3 separate regions of the Gossypium hirsutum genome follow, and all the other regions are linked to region 1. A link is a contact called in public Hi-C data. All regions are on one chromosome and are shown on one strand. The core of a region is the stretch at or near the end of the contact, and the rest is flanking DNA. Distances in the headings are between cores, read along the strand shown.

Region 1 (3,395 bases), core at 792-3,291:
CATAATCAAAAGTTTCATTCTTGTGTAAGGTGACACAGAGATGGTTTCCTATACCTCAGATGCTCTCCTCTCGATGGCTGCTTCAAGACATTGTATAACACGGACACGCTCTGCTTCCGAACTGATCGGGAGCCCGTCTACATGTCGGATATAAAATTCCTACAAAGACAAAAAAGCTGATGCCATTAACACTGTCGAATCTACAATTCTAAGCATATCAACTTGTGCTCAACTGAGTAGAATTCCAACACAAAATGGATTACAATGTCAGCTTCATCTTACACCAATTGCTTCAATATTGCATCAGCAAGTTGATCAATATATATATCAGTGGCTGATAGGACTGCCATCACATTAAAATGGTAAAAGAACTATCTCACCTGATTAGCGTCCATCCTCGTTGTGTTGACCATTCCATGAAAAACAACATATTGCATATCTGTAAGAGTGCAGATAATATCAAACAGTAGTTTTGGCCTATCTTTTGCCCTCATGGTAATAACAGTGTAATCTTTCTCAATATTCAACAGATTAACTTGGGGTCTCGAGCTCCTCTCTTCGACTGCCCTGACTCCAGTTCTTTCCACCCTTTCGTAGTCCCTATCTGCAAACATGATTTGATGCAACCTTCGCTCCCTATGCATGACACCCGGAGCTGAAAGCATTGTTTTTGCTGTTTTCAAGTCATCATTTCCTTTGAGAACATTACAAAGCAAGTCCTTTATCATCAAGAGACGTTTCAGGTCGGTGATTGCACAGCCTGTCGAATCATCTGTCACATGAACCACAGCTGCAGCACGGGTGTTATGGGTCCAAATCTCGGCATTTACAACATTGCAACGCAGGTCCGCAAGGACTGCACATACTTCAGATAATAAACCAGGCCTATCAGTCCCTGCAAGTTCAATTGATGTATGCTCTTCTGATGGCATTACACCTACGGAGCCTCTCCGTGATGATACAAAGCCCGCACTAGTTTCGATTCTCTGTAAAAAATTAAAATTTAAGGTGAAAAATAGTTAAAAATCTGTAAAGGCCAAAAGAGTAACATGAGGTAGGTTCTTATTTCTTACCCTTTGAATATAGTCAATAATTTCTTTATCTCTGATTTTGTTGCCATCATTGTCAACAACATTGAAAACTGAAACATGAGAAACAATACTAAAAGAAATCAGTGTATGTTGAGTATAAATTGAAGAGTGTTTTTAAGAGAAAAGTTTTACCATCCATAAACCATCCTCCATCAGATGCTATGTATGCTTTTCTTATTGTAAGATTCATATCAGTAAGCACTTGAACTACTTCCAGGAGAATCCCATGTTTGTTGACACTGTCAACCTGAAGAGAAAGTTCCCCAATATCCAAATATAAGGAACTAGTTACCCATATATCATAATTCAAGCTACTTAAGCTTTTTACCTGGATAACTGTGGCATCCTCACAAGCATTATTGTCAATCACCACTCTGCAACAACAAAAACCATACATCTCAAATTAAAAGCAATTAAGAGACATGAATACAACATGCCAAATTTGCTTCAGTTTTTTATGAAAAAATATATGAACAAACTCTAATCTTCTTCAATTTCTTCATCCAAAACAGCAAGGGGGAGGGGGAGAACTCAAAAAAATCTAACCAAAAAATTCAAACGAAAATCTCACAAAGAAAAAGCGGGGAAAAATTACCTGGGTTGGTTTACCCTTCTGATAAGCTTAGCATATTCATCATCCATTTCTCAAGAAAAAAGAAAACCAAATTTCTCCAAGCTGAAAAACCACACAAGCACCAAAGAAGAAAACCAAACTTTTTCAAAGAAGAAATTGATTAGCTCAGAAATCCCAGAACTCAGAAGTCCAAAAGGGCAACTTTTATTATTCCTTTTGTATGATTCTGTACAAAATTGAAAATAAATAAAAATAAAAATAGGTCTTTCGAAACCAATATTCAAGGAAAGCACGAGTTAGGAAAATAAAAATAGTAGGACTATAAAAATTAAGATCTTAGCCGGATAACATAATAATTGAAAGCTTATAAATAAATTAGAAAAAGAGGTGTCCAAAAATGTAATATATTGGGGACCTGTAAATAAATGATTGGTTGGAAGGTCGTTATTGCTGCCCGTAGTCAGGCTCGTGCGTGTTGACGAATGTTGTACTTTTGACCTTCCTTATTTATCTAGTATTTAACTGTGGTGATCACAATAGGGAGGGTGACAAGCAGGTGGTGATTACAGTTTGGTCGGAGATTTTTTGCCCGTGTTTTCGGCGGCATTTTCTTCTTCATCTTCTTATTATTTTTTATTAGCCTCAGTGTTTTAAGCAACCTTTGTTTTCTCTATTTTGATAGTAATATTATTTATATTAATGTATTAATTTTGATCTACTATTTTAAATTATATGGTAAAAATAGAGTTAATTAGGTCAGGCATCCTCAAATTATTACTCTACTTTTAAATTGACTCTTAAACTTTAGAATGTTCTAGTTATACCTTTACATTATTGATGTTATATTAACCATGTACTTTAATTATTAAAACTGTTAGTTTAACTATTAAAAAACATGCTAAATCTTATAGTATAATTTAAAATGAAAATTAAAAAAAATAGAACATTATTACATAACTTTAAAAAAAAACTAAAAAAAGAGAGTGAATAATATAACATTTTAAGAGCTTAAAAAACTTCAAAATTAATATTTTTACATCTTCCTTTTTTTTATAATTTTCATTTTTTTAAATTTTCATTTTAAATTATGCCATAAAATTTGACATCTCATTTAATAATTAAGTTAATGATTTTAATAATGTAAGGACCTTATTGATATAACTTTGATAGTTTAGAGATGTAATTAGAATGTTCTAAAATTTGAGAATCACTTTAAAATACAAGTTATAATTTAGCGATGTACAATGCAATTAACTTGTAAAAATATGCTTATAATACATATATTACAAGCAAAATAAAAGAAAAAATTAAAACAAAAGACCATTTAATTTACTAAAACAAAAATTTTCCAATTTTTTTATTATTTTGATTATATTTATCCTTAGATTATAAAAAATGAATTTTTAGTAATAAAAAAAAAGGTGTTGTTTTTCATTTTTTTCTCTATCACTTTGATGAAAAGAGAACCTTTAGTATGTTATTATCTTCTTCAATTTTAATTTATTTATTTTAGAAAAAATATGAAATTAATTTATTACATAAATGTATTTATTAATAAAATAAAATATTCTAACTTTCAACTTTCATCAATAAACAGATAAATTCTATATTGATTGAGTTTTAGCTTAAAGATAAATTCTATATTGATTGAGTTTTAGCTTGATTGGCATTGGCATTGTTGCCAATATAGGAAGATGTAAGTTTCGGTGCGCTGTAACGCATTATCTTTT
Region 2 (3,185 bases), core at 68-2,567, 520 kb before region 1:
GGACAGAAATACTTACCCAATTAAGCTTGATTAGTTTCTTCTCTCTCTCCTAGGGCTCCCATGAAATTTGGGGATGAATATGATAATAAAATAAGATGATATTTCTATTTAATTATTTATCATCTTTAATTATTTTGATTTCTAATTTAGTCCTTAGTCTTTTCTAATTTTTCCATGGATGAATCACCAAAAATATCTACTAACTTTTCTTTAATGGTCTAATTATCATATAAGGACCTCAAATTTTTAATTCCATAGCTATTTAATCCTTCTAGCTACTAGAACTCAACTTTTGCATTCTATGCAATTTGGTCCTTTCATTAATTAAACACATGATCGGTAAAATTTTCTTATCAGAATTTTCATATGACATTTCTATCATAATGCAGACCGTGCAATAATATTTAAAAAATTTTCTTTCTGGCTCGGATTTGTGGTCCCTAAACCACTGTTCCGATTTCACTAAAAATGAGCTGTTACAAAACCACTCAAAGATAGTGATTTTGTTAAACTCGATACTCTATTTTTAAAACTCAAAATGACGTGCTCCAAGTAACTGAAGGTTTAAATATATATATTTAATCTACGTTTTACAAAATGATGAACAAATTTTAGTTAAAGAGATTTTCTGCTGCGTCATTCTTTTTAAATATGATGTTTTATAATCAAAATCATGATACTCAAACTTTTCTAACAATAGATTATTTTCGACAAATTACTCTTAAAGAAGGGATGTAAGATTGATATTTTGATTCTTTTTCTTCAAGCGAAATAAAAGGACATTTTAAATACAATGATTTTTAAGAAAATATGAAAAAGAGTTTTCTTTGCCAATGACTTGGTCAATGTGATTCTCAAGATTCAGCCATAACATCTGAGCCGGGTTTAAGGGGTTACAAAAATAATCCAAGAAACATACTCATAGTAGGTCAATCCAATATGTTGTTCTGTATTGATTTTGACATTCCTATATCAATGACAACAGTTTGTCATCAATCAACTACACATTAGTCTCAATGCATTATTGTTTTCCAAACCCACAATAATACTTGACAAAATAACCTTTAACAATAATCATATTTTCTTAGGAATTTATTACAATTCAATTTATTTATATACATAGAAAAAAATTGAAATGATAATGACAATGCCTTATATTAATAAACAAGGTAAAATAAGTATGTAATTACAACCATCTCATGATTGGCCTTTGGGAATACTATAACATCTTTGTCCTTGATCTTAAAATGCACTATGAAATGGATGTTGGGTCATGGATGTTGAGGGTTAAGTAGAAAGAGTTTGATTGTTTCAAATTATTCTTGAGAGAAAAGAGAATAGATTGTTTGATATGATGTATATAGACTCTTGTTAAATATATTAAAAAATTGAGTGAATAAAAGTAAAACAAGTGAAATAAAAGCGTGGTTAATCTCAAAATCATTATGAGTGAACTTATTTTTATCGAGTGTGCACCATTCTAGACTTGCTGTAGCACTTGGGGGTGCCCTTGACATTCTCCCCTACTCAATCTAATGGTGCACTTGTTGCTAGGGGAATGCCGCACTTGGTCCCTCGATCGACATCTTCTATGTGAGTGACTCCTCAGGCCTTCAGGCCAAGTCTTCTATGCTCAATTTTTCTTGACCGTTACTGCACTTGGAGAAACCATCACTCTCAGTTCTTTTGCCTCCATGATGTTGGCGCTCTCTGCACTCTTTCCATTGCACTTTTGTATATGAGGGGTTGGACTTCTTTTCAAATCTACTTGCTTTCACATTCTCTCATGCTGCCCAATTGATCTTTGCCTTATGACACGACACCCAGCCTTAACACTTGCGGCTTCACATCGTGCTCATCCTTGAAAGCTCTAATGACGACCAACCTCCGCACTCAAGGCTCTGGATTGCTTCCACAACATTTGACTTTAAACTTTTCCAGTCTTCACGAGCACTAATAACTTAGCGTTCGTAAGGTTTTCTGTGACCCATCTCTCTCACGATTGCTTCGAGACTCCCTTTCTCTCGTTTGCTGGTCTAGTTATAATAAAAAGGGACACGCGTTTATGTTCGAAGCTTAAATTATGGTCAAAGGGACTTTCCTAGTCCTTGTATTTACCATGTTTTTTCAGCTTTTTTCTTTTCCAGTCACCAACCAAAATACGCCACGCCCTCTCTAATATCCATCCCTCCTAACTCACTATTTACGATACCTCCATGTCTCTCCCCTCTGCATTTGCAAATGGAAACATAAAAATAAACAACTCAAAGATTAAAAAAGAGAAAGCGTGAAGATCGGGTCTAATCTGGGTTCTCTTGAAAGTTTAACCAATTCTTTGAATCTTTTGTAGTCTCCCTCGTGTATATATATATCACCCTCAAGAGAAGAGAAAAGAGCTCCGCAATTCATTTCATCTTTTTTCTTTTTTGTAACAACTTTTTTTCGAAAGGTATATATATTTAAAGTCCTGTTGTAGTTTTAGTTGTCGGTTTAGGTTTTTTTTTTTCTTTCTAAAATTTCAATCTCTTTTTATCGTTTCATGTATGTAATTACAACGAAAAATACCCCAAGAGTTAGGGTGGAGTGAGGTGTGATTTTGGAATCTGTTACTTTTTCTTTCATTTTCTAGGGAAACCCAAACAGAGAATAAAAATAAATTGTATGTAGTGGTGAACTTGAGAGGTTTTTTTTTTTTTTTTTTGGAAAAGAAGGCAAGGGTTTTGATTTTGGTGGATAATTTTGGAAATTGAAATGCCGGAGGAGGAGGTGGTAGAGATTAAGTTTCGGTTGTATGATGGATCAGATATGGGTCCATTTCGATACTCGCCTGCTTCAACCATTGCTATGCTCAAGGAAAGAATTGTTGCTGAATGGCCTAAAGGTTTGTTCTTCCATTTTCTCTTTCAAAAGTTATGTGTCTGTTTACCCCAAAGCCTAATTTCTATTTCATATGACTCAAGGGTGTTTTGTTTTTAATGTTGGGTCCTTGGGATGCATTCATTGGTTTCTTGGTTCCCCTTACATTTGTGTTTTTTAGTTAGGGTTTCACTGATTGATGCTTCAAGATAATGTGGTGGCGTTTTGAAGTTATTTTCAACATATGGCATTTATTATAGTTTACTTGTTTAAAAGGGTTCTTATATGGAATTTATTATAGTTTGCAATTTTCAGAAATAGTAGGTTGC
Region 3 (3,235 bases), core at 183-2,682, 880 kb after region 1:
ACTCTAGGATATTTACCAACTCCTTAATTTTATTTATAAAATCTAAAACCTACGCTTTAATTATTCTTATTATTAAAACATTGATAGTTGTAATGAATCTCAAGTAAAATGATAAAAAATTATCTTTAAATCCTTAAATTATCCTTGCCTCACTCGTTATCCCATAAAAGAAAAACCTTGTAACAATAGTTAATATCAAATATGGAGTGGAATTTTCAACTAGTTATATATAAGTTTGGTGTAATGGTAAATGCTATTGGAGTAGAATTGCCCAAAGATATTTTTAATTACATTAAATTAATTCCTAAATTAAAAACAATTTTTTATTTAATTTAATTCAGTTTGCTGTGGGATTGCTTGTCTTTCATGTTTCTTGTCAGTTTGGTGCGCTACTCACTCAAAAATTACAATTCTTCAGCTTTCCTTTTTCCCTTCTTTTTCCAATATGTATTTCACAAGTTTGTTCAAATCATGCAGTTATCATTAATCAAATCTAAAAATTACATTTCCTTTTTTGTTAAACAAAATCGAACCACTTTTGTTTCTTATCGACCAAAATAGAATTCATTATGGGGACGAAGAGCTCAATGCATAAAATTTTCATTTCATGAATCCCTATATATGTATATGAATGAACTGAATATATACATATATTACTTAGGGTTGGTCTATCAAGTACTTTGACACTTATGGTTAAATCCCAGCCATTCATTTTTTTTAAAGATTTACCCTTAGTAATTTTTTTCACTTATAATTTATATAGTTATTATTAATAAATTTTAAAATAATTAATATTTTTTATAAAATTCTGATACTCAAAACTCTAAATAAAAATCTTAAAACTTTTATCTTTAAAAAACTTAAATTAAATTAAAGAGATTTGACGGTGGTGCCAACAGAATTGTCACTTAAGAAATTCAAAAGTTGGCAGGTTGGCACGATTATTGAGACGATTTTACTATTGAAAATCAACAACAATAGCTGATGATGGAGATTAACTTGTATTTTTTTTTTATCTTAAATCACTCCATGATAATGACATACAATTTATATGGGAAATTAAAAACTTGGGAAATGGTCTTTAATTAAAAGTACACTATACTCTTTGACTTTTCATTGGACGAACAATCCATGCAATACTTGGTCACCATAGTGGGGATATCCATAAACACAGACATACATATCCTTTACTTTTCTCCTTTTTTTTTTCCTTTAATCAATCTTGCAAACTTGATTATTAAGCAACTTTAGGATGGGTTTGGCATGAATCATTGAAGTAATGAGAATATATATTTATATATCTTTATTAATTTATTTAATCCTTTTTCAACTGCTTTCCCTTTATAAAAACTTACATAGAGCCTTTGCTTTGATGTGGAGAAGACCAATTCTTTGTGTTGTGATGATAATTATAGTTGGAGTTGGTATGTGTACGTTGGTGATTGCATGGCTTGTCACATGTGCTTCCCATCATGGAGACAAAGGGAGGCCCCGCTCTTTGAAAACCAGTCTCACAAGAATTCAAGCAATTTGATTAAATGGGAAAAGATCTTTGCTTTGTTTGTGGGTTTTTCAAATTTAATTTTTAAAGACTTTTTTTATTTTTTTTTCTCACCAAGAGATAAGTTTGGATCTTTCTTTGTTAGTATTCGTTTTAATCATGTCCTTTCCTTTTCAAAGCTTTTGCTTTTCTTTTTTCCCAATTAAGGGTTTTTTTTACTAAAATATTATAATAAATAAAATAAAATACGAAAATAATATATTTCAAAATTATATATTAAAATGATACATTTAAGGTGGTCACACCTAGTACATAGGCGGTACTACCCTACTCTAACACAAAAAAATATTAAAAAAATACTATTATATTTAAAAAAATAAAATCTGCTATAAAAAATTGATGTGACACTGTGGAGGGCAAGCCAGAAGCTGCACTGGTGAAGCCTCTGGCAGAGGCAGCACCAGTGAAGCTTATGCCATAAGTGGTACCAGTGAAGCCTATGCCATAGGTGGCACCAACACTCCCAAACTCCTTCCGATTCTATTTAAGTTAAAAAAAAATTACCATGAATTTTTTAAGCAATATGTTAAAAAAAATAATATTATTTCTGTTAAAAAGACAATAATATGTTAAAAAACAAAAACAAAAATTTTAAAAATTAGTACATAATATTAAAATTTTTTATTAAAAATAGTTAAAATATTATATTTTAATACATAATTTTTCAAATATACTATTTTCATATTTTATTTTATTTTTTATAATATTTTAATAAAAACCCCATTTGAATACCAAAAGGAGATAATTGAAAAAGTACACACCAAAATTTAGGCACTTCCCAATCAATTCCAAGGACCTTGTTACTCATTAGCTATTTGCACTACATTACATATGGTGTAATGTAATTTAGCTGTTTCAAGCTTTACAACAAGAAGCTTTGAAGCTTCTTTTAATAATTAAAATGTCCTCTTTTAGCATATTTTTGCTTTGGTTAAAAAAAAATTAAAACAAACCTCTTATCATTCTTCTTTGAATTAGTAATTTTTTATATAAATATTTAAAATTATTCGTAATTTTTTTAACTTTAAATAAGAAGATAAACATATTTTAATACACTTAATTTATGTAATTTTTAATTAATAATAATATTAATACTAACTGAACTGAGTATACTTGAATAGCAATTACTTAAATTTCTTTCTATTTGATAACATCTATTTGCATTCAAAACAAGACTCTGTACTCCAACATGCGGTAAATGTGTTATTGGTTACAAAATTCACATGCCTCTTGATTTACTTTGTTTCTTCATCGAATTTTTGCTCAGCTACACTGTCTTTGTACTTTTTTTTTTCTTTCGTCACCACTGAAGCTGATAGGTAATAAGGATAGTAATAAATAGTACAAATTCGTAGATATTTGATATGTTGGTTGAAGATTCAGAAAATATTTAAATTTAAATATTTGAATTAGTCTCTACAATTAATTTAAAATGAATACAAATATTAATTTTTAAATATTTATTATCTGAATCTATTTTGTTTTTTTTTACATATAATAAACTTAAATTTGGATACACTAATCCATAATTTAATTTACTTTCTAAAATTTTGACTTTGAGATATTTAATGGATAATTTTTTAACTCGAATTCGGATTAAGATATGCTTGAATTTTAATTTAAATAATAAACATATTTGGATTTGAAATCAGAATTTCAAATTGGAATTCAAAT

What was found. Hi-C and Micro-C count contacts between places; a contact is called where the count stands out from the background.
Region 2: a contact with region 1 is called in a Hi-C map of leaf, with 3 times the contacts expected there. The contact joins the promoter of LOC107888838 here to the promoter of LOC107888834 in region 1. A contact is called at or near these places in 3 of 34 Hi-C or Micro-C datasets (callus, hypocotyl and leaf).
Region 3: a contact with region 1 is called in a Hi-C map of leaf, with 2.8 times the contacts expected there. The contact joins the enhancer-like site here to the promoter of LOC107888834 in region 1. A contact is called at or near these places in 2 of 34 Hi-C or Micro-C datasets (both in leaf).

Annotation. Positions count from the first base shown.
Region 1 is chrA09:31,856,137-31,859,531 of Gossypium_hirsutum_v2.1, forward strand. LOC107888834 (ACT domain-containing protein ACR6) reads right to left here and starts at 2,042. Exons shown (of 7, transcript XM_016813068.2): 1 at 1,687-2,042; 2 at 1,420-1,465; 3 at 1,224-1,338; 4 at 1,074-1,141; 5 at 381-986; 6 at 55-159. The coding sequence starts at 1,733.
Region 2 is chrA09:31,334,916-31,338,100 of Gossypium_hirsutum_v2.1, forward strand. LOC107888838 (membrane-anchored ubiquitin-fold protein 4) reads left to right here and starts at 1,318. Exons shown (of 3, transcript XM_016813080.2): 1 at 1,318-2,881. The coding sequence starts at 2,752.
Region 3 is chrA09:32,737,284-32,740,518 of Gossypium_hirsutum_v2.1, forward strand. No RefSeq gene overlaps it. Among protein-coding and RNA genes, the nearest start is that of LOC121206841, 47 kb to the left of the region's middle. Within about 2 kb of position 1,433, at least 4 of the 9 cell types and tissues checked have an H3K27ac peak or open chromatin away from gene starts, as enhancers often do. A contact at or near this core is called in leaf, where this site is marked.